Regions from separate parts of the Mus musculus genome. Here regions 1 and 2 are each linked to region 3. A link is a contact called in public ChIA-PET and HiChIP or PLAC-seq data. All regions are on one chromosome and are shown on one strand. Each heading gives the region's core, a stretch centred on a gene start, on an enhancer-like site or on the middle of the called end of the contact. The rest is flanking DNA. Distances are from core to core; before and after follow the strand shown.

The links. ChIA-PET counts read pairs in DNA pulled down with a chosen protein or histone mark. HiChIP or PLAC-seq counts read pairs in DNA pulled down with a chosen protein or histone mark.
Region 1: an RNA polymerase II ChIA-PET map of memory CD8 T cells shows a contact between it and region 3, with 26 read pairs. The contact joins the enhancer-like site here to the promoter of Sema4f in region 3. A contact is called at or near these places in 5 of 39 promoter capture datasets (cranial neural crest, frontonasal cranial neural crest, hippocampal neurons and 2 more), 1 of 484 Hi-C or Micro-C datasets (bone marrow-derived macrophages), 7 of 115 datasets of contacts at active chromatin or transcription factors (CD8 T cells, embryonic basal ganglia, embryonic stem cells and 3 more) and 3 of 9 other capture datasets (adipose tissue, liver and macrophages).
Region 2: an H3K27ac HiChIP or PLAC-seq map of embryonic stem cells shows a contact between it and region 3, with 6 read pairs. The contact joins the enhancer-like site here to the promoter of Sema4f in region 3. A contact is called at or near these places in 1 of 39 promoter capture datasets (neutrophils), 5 of 115 datasets of contacts at active chromatin or transcription factors (T-cell acute lymphoblastic leukemia, bone marrow-derived macrophages, embryonic stem cells and 2 more) and 3 of 9 other capture datasets (adipose tissue, liver and macrophages).

Annotation. Positions count from the first base shown.
Region 1 is chr6:82,743,054-82,746,171 of GRCm38.p6, reverse strand. It overlaps Hk2 (hexokinase 2), which reads left to right. Exons shown (of 18, transcript NM_013820.3): 4 at 1,191-1,310; 5 at 2,132-2,227; 6 at 2,805-2,904. Among named protein-coding and RNA genes, the nearest start is that of Gm32480, 29 kb to the right of the region's middle. Within about 2 kb of position 1,476, at least 17 of the 459 cell types and tissues checked have an H3K27ac peak or open chromatin away from gene starts, as enhancers often do. A contact at or near this core is called in CD8 T cells and memory CD8 T cells, where this site is marked.
Region 2 is chr6:82,701,353-82,704,443 of GRCm38.p6, reverse strand. Gm32425 (a long non-coding RNA gene) reads right to left here. Exons shown (of 3, transcript XR_377779.4): 2 at 649-922. Among named protein-coding and RNA genes, the nearest start is that of Gm32534, 12 kb to the left of the region's middle. Within about 2 kb of position 1,538, at least 13 of the 459 cell types and tissues checked have an H3K27ac peak or open chromatin away from gene starts, as enhancers often do. A contact at or near this core is called in embryonic stem cells, where this site is marked.
Region 3 is chr6:82,938,356-82,941,554 of GRCm38.p6, reverse strand. Sema4f (sema domain, immunoglobulin domain (Ig), TM domain, and short cytoplasmic domain) reads left to right here and starts at 1,786. Exons shown (of 14, transcript NM_011350.4): 1 at 1,786-2,094. The coding sequence starts at 1,932.

The sequences.
Region 1 (3,118 bases), core at 227-2,726, 200 kb after region 3:
ACCTCTCTGCATGTTGAGGTGGCTATGTGGGTCCTGCAGCCATTGCCCTGTCTTTTGTTTTGAAACTGGACATCAAAAATAGAGACTGGAGATGACTTGCTAGTTAAAAGCAATTGCTGTTTTATTAGGGGACAAGAGTTTGTATACCAGGGATCAGATCAAGCAACTCACAACACAACGGAGAACTAGTAACTGCAGTTCTCCATGGCCGCAAGTGTGACTGCATGTATACACCTGTGCGCGCGTGCACACGCACACACACACACACACACACACACACACACACACATATTTAAAAAAAAATAGAATAAGATAAACAACAAACCAAAAAATAATTTCCTTGAATTGCCTTCAGGGAATTTTTTTTCTTTTACAGAGGAAAAATAAAAAGGTTGTTTATTTTGCTTGAGTTGGTTCATAGAGCGCCAAGGGAAGGAATCCTGTCAGTCTCCATCAAGAGTCAGGGCTGCCAAAGAACTTCTTGGGAGTGAGATGGGCTTCTGTTTAGGAGGATGAGCTGGGCTAACATGACTGCCAGCAGAGGATGCTCTGTTCTCTGATGTACTCGAACCTTGTGATAACCACGACGCCCAATGATTTAGGGGGTTCTTTTGAGCAAGATTAATTTAAAAGTCTTAAGTGGAAGATGCCCTCTAATGAGCACTAATTAGCATTATTTATGCCTTTGTACACATTGCATGACTGAGTCCAGATGTCATTTTGAGTGTCAGTTCCGATGTCGTTTCCTTTTCATTGGGAGAGCAAAAGATGACATAAGTTCTACCAGCTCATCTTTATAAGTCACTTGTTTCTGTAACTGAAGTAACACTAGAAAGGGGGCATTTATTTTGGCTCACACTTGGAGGGTATAGTCTGTCATAGAAGGAAGAGGACAGACATGGCAGCAGGGGTCTGAGGTCATGACTGTGTCCACAGTCCGGAAGCAGAGAGATGTGGTGCTCGGCTCAGTTAACTCCTTTTTAATCGATCCGTGGCTCCAGCCTTTGGAAGGCTGTCACCGATACATGGGGAGATCTTCCCACTCCCACACAGGCATGCTTAGAGGTTTGTCTTCTAGGTCATGTTAGACTGTTTAGACTGTGTTAAGTTGGCGGTCGATAGAACCCTTCACCCTAAGTCTGTCTCCCACTCTCCTGCCGCCCTGCTCACCTTCCTCTTTGTGCCCGTAGCTGTTTGACCACATTGCCGAATGCCTGGCCAACTTCATGGACAAGCTACAGATCAAAGAGAAGAAGCTCCCGCTGGGTTTCACCTTCTCGTTCCCCTGCCACCAGACGAAACTGGATGAGGTATGGCGGGTCGAGATGCTTTCTCGGAAGGGGACTCCTGAGCCACCTGCAGCTGTGGGGGCAGTGGCGATGAGGGGATTTTGCATGTGAGCTTTCAGTACTGAGACTTACGTCCTTCTGGGAAGCTATATGTATGTGCTATGTGTAGGTGTGGAGGGTGGTGATGGAGTAGGAGAGGCTGTGGTGTTCTGCCCCTCCCCCACATACTTTGTGGTATCCTGTCCATGTTGGCAGAATTAAGATCTTCTTTGATCTAAAGTGCTATGAGAAAGACCCACGGATGAAAGGAAGATACCCAAGAAGCTGGGGCTGTGTTCATTTGGTAGAGTGCTTGCCTAGCGCACACAGAGCCGAGGGGGCTGTCCCCAGCACAACATAAACTGGCCACAGTAGTACCTACTGAAACCCCTGCCTCAGGAGGTAGAGGCAGGAGGAGCAGAAATACAAGGATACACACACACACACACACACACACACACACACACACACTATACATACACACACACACACACACACACACACACACACACACACACACTATACATACACACACACATACACACACACACACTATTTACTGCTTCTTTCTACTTCTTGGGCAGGGAATCACAGTAAAACTCATATATGCACTCTTCTGTCCTGGAGTTTGGGCGGGGTTGGGGTGTGTGTGTGTGCTGAGTTTCCTCCTTCCTGGGCTAGTTAGGAGACAATGTATAAATTTAATCATGACTTTAGGCCTGAGGTAGAGGGCTCTGCTGAGGACTTGTTAGAATGTTGCTGTCGCAGCTGTGGGAAATCATTATTTTTTGGCCCTCTTCTAGAGTTTCTTGGTCTCATGGACTAAGGGGTTCAAGTCCAGTGGCGTGGAAGGCAGAGATGTGGTGGATCTGATCCGGAAGGCCATCCAGCGCAGAGGGGTGAGTAGTGGGTGGGAGCTCAGGGTCCCCAGGCTATCTGAGATCCTTCCCTGTCTGTCTCTGGACTCTATAGGACATGGTTTTGTAGAGCTTAAGGATATGTATTCAGTATCCCTGCCATGTTGGCCTGTGACTTTTGTATGTGATCAGATACCTTTGGGGATTTGAAATTTGCTTGATGGACAGTAACTTTGGCCTTTGGCCTTTGGTGCAAGAAACACACTTTGGTCCTTAGCCTCAGGATTCTCCTTGTCAAGTAGGGATGTCGGCATGATTGACATGAGTGGGGAATGAAGCAGGGGATGGTAGGCTAGGTCTGTCAGTTGTGTGTGAGGGGGAGAAAGCAATAAGATGAATTCAATCCATTCTGCTGTCTGGAAAATGGTCCTTATTGGTGAAGACAAATGGAGAATAGGTGGATGGGGCACCTGGGTGATCCCCACTGCTATCCATGCGTGGCCATGGATTGGGTTAGTAGCATACTTGCATGGTGTGTCTTGCTCTTTCTCCATCTTCACACTTGTCTTCATACCCGTCTTCCCCTGGTGATGATGAAGGCCCTTTGATTCCCCTGCAGGACTTTGACATTGACATTGTGGCTGTGGTGAATGACACGGTTGGGACCATGATGACTTGTGGTTATGATGATCAGAACTGCGAGATTGGTCTCATTGTGGGTGAGTGAGACCCTGGTGTGAGGGCCATAGTTGTTTGAACTAATCATTAGCTTGGGTGTTTTCTCCTGATGTGCGAAGATAGCGATGCAGCTACTTTAGGCCATGCCGGGACTTACAGGGTTAAGCAGTGTACAAGAGATCTGGCCATCATGTTGTGTTGTCCCAGGAGGCTGCCGTGAGGAATCTCAGCCCCTAGGCAGACTTCTACAAGCAG
Region 2 (3,091 bases), core at 289-2,788, 240 kb after region 3:
ACAGTGAGTTGTGGGCCAGCCAGGGACACACAGAGGGACCCTGTCTCAAAATTAAATAAATAAAGTGGGTGTCTGGGTCTCCCTTCTCCTGGGGGAAGCAGAGTCAACAGGCAGGTTTGGAAGAGCCTGTGAGTACAACAGAAATAGCAGACTTATCTCCGGGATCAGCTTCAGGGAGACAGATCAACTTTTCTTGGGTTGTATAGTTTTGGGGAAGGTTGTAGGAATATCGAGGGTGGGCAAAGGTCATTGGCTGAAGGATAAGGAACTGAGACGCCTCATTAGCATGGAGAGGCTTTTGGGGGATTTCAGGTGCTTGCTGAATGGGTTCTGTGGTGGAAGAAAGGCAGCTGAAACTGTGAGCTAATCAAGGCTACGAATGTGACAAACCTTTGGTAGAGGGTGGGGGCTCTGAACTCCTCAGACAAGGTCAGAGAAGGAGAATCTCTGCTGGTAAAGGGAGTCTCCCATTTTGTGCTGAGCTCAGAAGGCTATCTGGACAACGGTAGACTTTGACCTTAATTAGCAGGACAACAGGTATTAAGTACCCAGTGCAACAAGGGTCTCAAGTCTATACTCTAGAGCCTCAGTATTGTTCCCTGTGCTGGTGAACAAGGTCAAACTATTATAAAAAACCCAATGATTTACCTGTGGATGGGTGAGGGCCTATGTATGTGCAAATCTGTGGTTGGGGGATATTTGATGAACGCAGGTTGTCAGGTTTGCCTTTCACCCTCTGAGTTATTCCTCCAGCCCCAACAAGGCCACATTGTTCACCGGTGAGAGCAAGCTCTTCTCTGCTGGCCCCGAACTCCTGCCTTGCTCTGTGTCCCCGCAGGTCTCTGATCCTCTCACGGCAGACACAGACTCCCTTTCTCAACGGCTGCCTTTTCTTTGTGCTTCTTCAATGAAGCTGTTCCTCCTGGGCAAATGCAGAACTGAGGGAAGTTCGCTCATCCACACCTGGTGCCTCACTTTCACCATCTCTGCTCCACCACTGGCTCCCTCTTCCTCTTTTCTCTTTCTTCCTCCCTCCTCTCTTTCTTCACATCCATGTGTGTGCACAGGTATGTGGGTGTGTGTGGCTGTGTGTATGTCTGCCCTGGGAACTTCTTGCTCTCCATCTTGAATATTGCAGCAGGGCACTAGCCTCACTATTCAGTGCCTAGAAGGCACTGGTTAGGCTAATGTGGTGGGCCAGCTAGCTTTGGGGTCTAGCTGATTTATATAGGCAGCCATGGCTGTTTGGCTTTTATATGGATGCTGGGAATCTCAATGCAAGTCCTCATGTTAGCCCAATTTAACAAGTTCTGCCATCTCCCTAGCTACTGGGTTTGGTTTTTTGTTTGATGGTTTTGTTTTATTTTTCAGACAGGGTCTTGTGTAGCTTAAGCTGCCCTCAAGCTCGCTGTGTAGCCAAAGCTAGCCTTGCATTCTTGATTCTCCTGCCTCCACCTCCCCAGTGCTGAATTGGCCTTCCTAGCTCCCCTGCTCTTAAGAGCACGTGGCCTCGAGTAGATCTCAGAGTGACCACCAGGTGGCGCCCGCCCCTCGGAGGTGCTGAAAGAGCTCTGCGGAGCTACACGTGTTGTGCAGTGTCACAGGCGCTAGAAACCAGCCCTTGGGAACCACGGGCCAGACATGACTGGCTGACTGATGCGCAGTTTATGTTCCGGTTGCACCTCCTTTGACTGTATTCTGCAGGTGTGTTAGGATTGTTCCTTGGGGGCAGGGAAGTAGGGAAGCAGGGATGGGGGCCGGGGGCCCGGGTGATGGTGGTGATGATGGTGGTACACCTGCCAGTCTTTTACGAGGTAGCTGTTTCAGCTGACAGTTACCGGAGTGGGGTCGGATAGAGGGGGAGAAGCCACATGCCCTTTCTTATAAGCCCCTCAACCTCTCCATCAGCTGCCTCTGTCTTCTCTTGGCTTGCCCTGGACGCCTCCTGGAATTCAGTTGGCTGGTTGTGCCGGGAGGACAGAGGCCAGTGTGAAACTAACATTCAGGGTCCTTGATTAGAACGTTTAAAAAGTTCGAGCTGGAGAGATGGCTCAGGGGTAAGAGCATTACTTCTCTTGCACTAGACCAAAGTTCTCTTCCCTCAGTGGATAGCTTTATAACCACTGTAACTCCAGCTACAGGGGACCTGACACTTTCTTCTGGATTCTCTCAGCAACTACACGTGTGCAGCCACCCCTACTCAACACACAAATAGACCTTTTTTAAAAATGTATTTTTGCATATGAGTGATTTGCCTGTATGTATGTATGTATGTATGTGCACCAGCCACATATATATAGTGTATACGTGGCAGATCCCTGCAAATGTGAGCCACCATGTGGTTGCCAGGAGTTGAACCTGAGTCCTCTGGAAGAATAGCAATTGCTCTTAACTGCTGAGTCATCTCTTCAGCCCTAAAACAAATCTTTAAAAAAATGTTTCGGAGCCAGGCAGTGGTGGCACACACCTTTAATCCCAGTGCTTGGGAGGCAGAAGCAGGCGGATTTCTGAGTTTCGAGGACAGCCTGGTCTACAGAGTGAGGACAGCCAGAGCTATACAGAGAAGCCCTGTCTCGAAAAACAAACAAACAAATAAATAAATGTTTCAGAATCTGTAGCCTGATGTGGTGACACATGCTTGCATAAAACTCTGGGGAAGCTTAGCTTACTGGGGACCCCCTGAGTGAACCATGTGGAGCTGGGGTTGATGCAAAAAGCAAGAGGAACTTATTGTTCCAGTGCACTGGGGTCGTCCCAGACCTGAAGGAGAGGCAGCGACCACCAGCAGCAGTTCGGCCAGTTTTTATATGGTTTCCAGGGCCAAAATAGAGCATCAGCAACTAGGCACAATATGATTGGTGGAACAGTGCACCCTTTAAACTGATTGGTCTTTAGGGAATGAGGTGACAAGGACTTCCCTGTCTGAAGGTGAGCAGGGTTAGCCATGTGGAATGTGCCCCCCACCCCCGTGGTCTGAGAAATGTTAATTAGCCTTTTCCTTCCAGAGGGGCAAGTGTTTCATGACGTTCCCAAAGTTTCTGAGCTGACCTTTTCACCTGTAATCCCAGTACTGCGGAGGTAGAGACAGGTG
Region 3 (3,199 bases), core at 537-3,036:
GAGCAAGTTCTCTTAACCACGGAGCTATCGCTCAAAGCCGCCAAGTTCTCTCTTAGCTACACCATAATATATGTTTATTATGGTTTAAGCAGGAATCTTTAAGTAGGAGTTCTTCATAGCTTTATCAACAAAGCAGGTTATAGTTAAATCCATTTATAATTGTATGCTATTAAAATAATTCACAACACTGTATCAAGTTAAATATAATAAGATGGTAAATTTAAATGTGCTATATGGTAACATACAGATTGCATACATAAGCTCATACTACAACCTATACTGTTCATTCCCCCCCCCTTTTTTTTGGTCATTACCACTAAATTCTCTTTCTCAATATGAAAGTGAGGGTTGGTAAAGGGCTTGTTGACATACCTAAGTGGGTAGGAGTTTTAAAAAGCTAAAAACTGCCTGTTTGTAGGAAGTCTGTCAACCCTGCATCTGAGACAGCAAATCCCAATACAGTTCCCAATAGCACACCACTGGGGATGTTAACTTCTGTTTCAGGTCTCCCTCCCAGGATGGCAAGGAGATGATACGGAATCATAAGTGAAACACCTGGTAAGCGCAAGTTCCCTCTGAGACAGGAGGAAGTTACTTCACATGTCAGAGTCCTGCCCTAAACCACAGCTTCTGTAGAAAACCTGGGCACTTGACTCCTTAAAGGCTGCCTAGAAATGAGGTAGTTTTACGTGAAGAACAGGGCCAAGGCACCACTCCAGGTCTACTGCATTGGGTGTATTTCTGTGGAGTCTCCTCTCAAATACACAGTGGTCATTCCTGACTCTGGCCAGCACACTTCCCAGTCTCCTTAGTTCTTTTATTTTATTTATTTTACTTTTTTTTTTAATGTATTCACTATTGTTCTCTTCAGACACACCAGAAAAGGGCATCAGATCCCATTACAGATGATTGTGAGCCACCATGTAGTTGCTGGGAATTGAACTCAGAACCTCTGGAAGAGGAGTCAGTGCTCTTAACCCCTGGACTATCTCTCCAGCCCAATGATTCAAAGTGGGACCGTTAACAATGTCTACTTGATAGAGTCTAGAACCACCCAGAGACAAAACTGGACGAGCTACTGTGAGGGAGTCTCTCGATTTTGTTGAGGTGGGAAGACCCACCCTGACTATGGATGGCACCATACTCTGGGCTAAGCTCTCTTCTTCCTATTGCAGATGCAATGTGACCAGACTTTTCAGTTTTTTGCCACCCTGCTTTTCCATCATGGCAGACTATATCTTCCAACTGTGAACCAAAATAAACCCTTCCTTAAGTTGGACCTTAGCAATGAGAAAAGTAACTAATATATTCATAAGTATATTTGCATTTTAATTTATTTATTGTGTGTATGTGTGTTGGAGGCCATTAGTACCATGGCGTGCATGTGGAAGTCAGAGGACCATCTGAGCAAGTGGATTCTCTGCTTTCCATGTTGTTGGGTCCCGGGGTGGGGGCAGTGGTTAAATCCAACTCAGACTTCAAGTTTAGCAGCTGGCCCCTTATACTCACTGAGCCATCTTACAGGAACAAAAAAAATAAATAAAAATCTGAAAAATCTGGTGCTCTTAGTAGCACAGATATGGATATTTGGGGATTTGGAGCAACTGCTACAAATTCACTGGTGACTCCAGACCTAGGAACGTTTCCATCCTTCTGAGGAAGAAACCCACACCTACACCTGTCCTAGCTCCGCCTACACCTGGGTAGGGCCTCTCTTCCTCGTCCCTCCTCCACTCAATTTTCATTGGTTATAGGAAGAAACCGGTCCTCCATTGGTTCCTTTGTGAGTGGGAGGAGTCGGGTTGTGTTTCATCTCACCGCTGCAGGCCGAGCTCGGCCGAGGGTACCCGAGAGGGGCCGAGGCCCGCGCAGTAGCGGTACTGAGTAGAGGCTGCCCGACGCGCCCCACCCGGCACCAGGCGGAGCCAGAGATGCTGGCCAGGGCCGAGCGGCCCCGCCCGGGCCCCCGGCCGCCTCCGGTCTCTCTCTTCCCGCCGCCGTCGTCGCTGCTGCTGCTGCTGCTGGCGATGCTGAGCGCCCCGGTGTGCGGCCGCGTCCCCCGCTCGGTGCCCAGAACCTCGCTGCCCATCTCCGGTAAGATGCAGGAACCCTTGTCCTCAGCCCTTCGCACGGTACCCTGCCCTTGCCAGCAGGTGCCCACACCCACCTGCCCTGCTAACTCCAGTGACAGCCATCTAAGGCCCCTCTGCACGGTGCACACCCCTGTGGGACCAAAGCTGAGACTTCTACCCTGCATCTTTCTATCTCATCTCATCCCACCCCACCTTACTCCATCCCACCTATCCCACCCCCAACCTGGCCCTGCACCTCAGCTCCCAAGACACAACCAGGGTGCTCCCGAAGCCCCTCTTTTCATTAGGGTGCAGTCCTTTACCCTGTAGACCTGGATACTGAGGCCCATGGAGGGCCTGGGGTTTGCCCAAGGTTGTCCATTTCAGTCCTTTATCCCTGTTGCCCACACATACACCCACACCCATCACTTCATTTCCAAGCTCCTGCTATTCCCTGTCTTCTTGCTCTTTCATTCTAATGGGTCATCCCTAGCCCAGAATTTCCGCCCTTTTAGCTTCATTCCCCCCACCCCCACGTCATCCTTTTAAATGCCCTCCCACCCTCATCCAGACCTGTATCCCTCCTGCCCACTTTCCTTATGGCTGACATCCATCCTCCGCTATCAATTCACTTTAACTTTAATTCCCCGAATGTCCGCTGCTCCCCCTGCCCATTCCCTACTTTGAGTGCTAGAAAACACTTCAATGAGCCCATTCAAAGTTCTTCACACAAAACAAAGGAGGGGCTGGAGAGATGGCTCTGTTGTTAAGAGCATTTGGCGGCTTTCCCAGGAGATCTGAGTTCTGTTCCCAGCACCCATGTCAGTGGCTTACAACCACCTGCAATTCCAGCTCCGAGGGAACAGGATTCTGTGGTTACTTATAGTGCATATATACAGACACTAATATACATACATACATACATACATACATACATACATACACACACACATTATGTTTAAAGAAACATAAAAATTATATATTTAATAAAACAAGATAGGGTTTAGGTTCTTTATGAAGACATGGAAAAAGCATAAATGGTGCTCACAGTTTAAATACTTTTTGCTGATCTGGACATGAGTGTGGCACGGGGCTTGTTTTCTTCTCAGTGGGTACAAATGACGCCA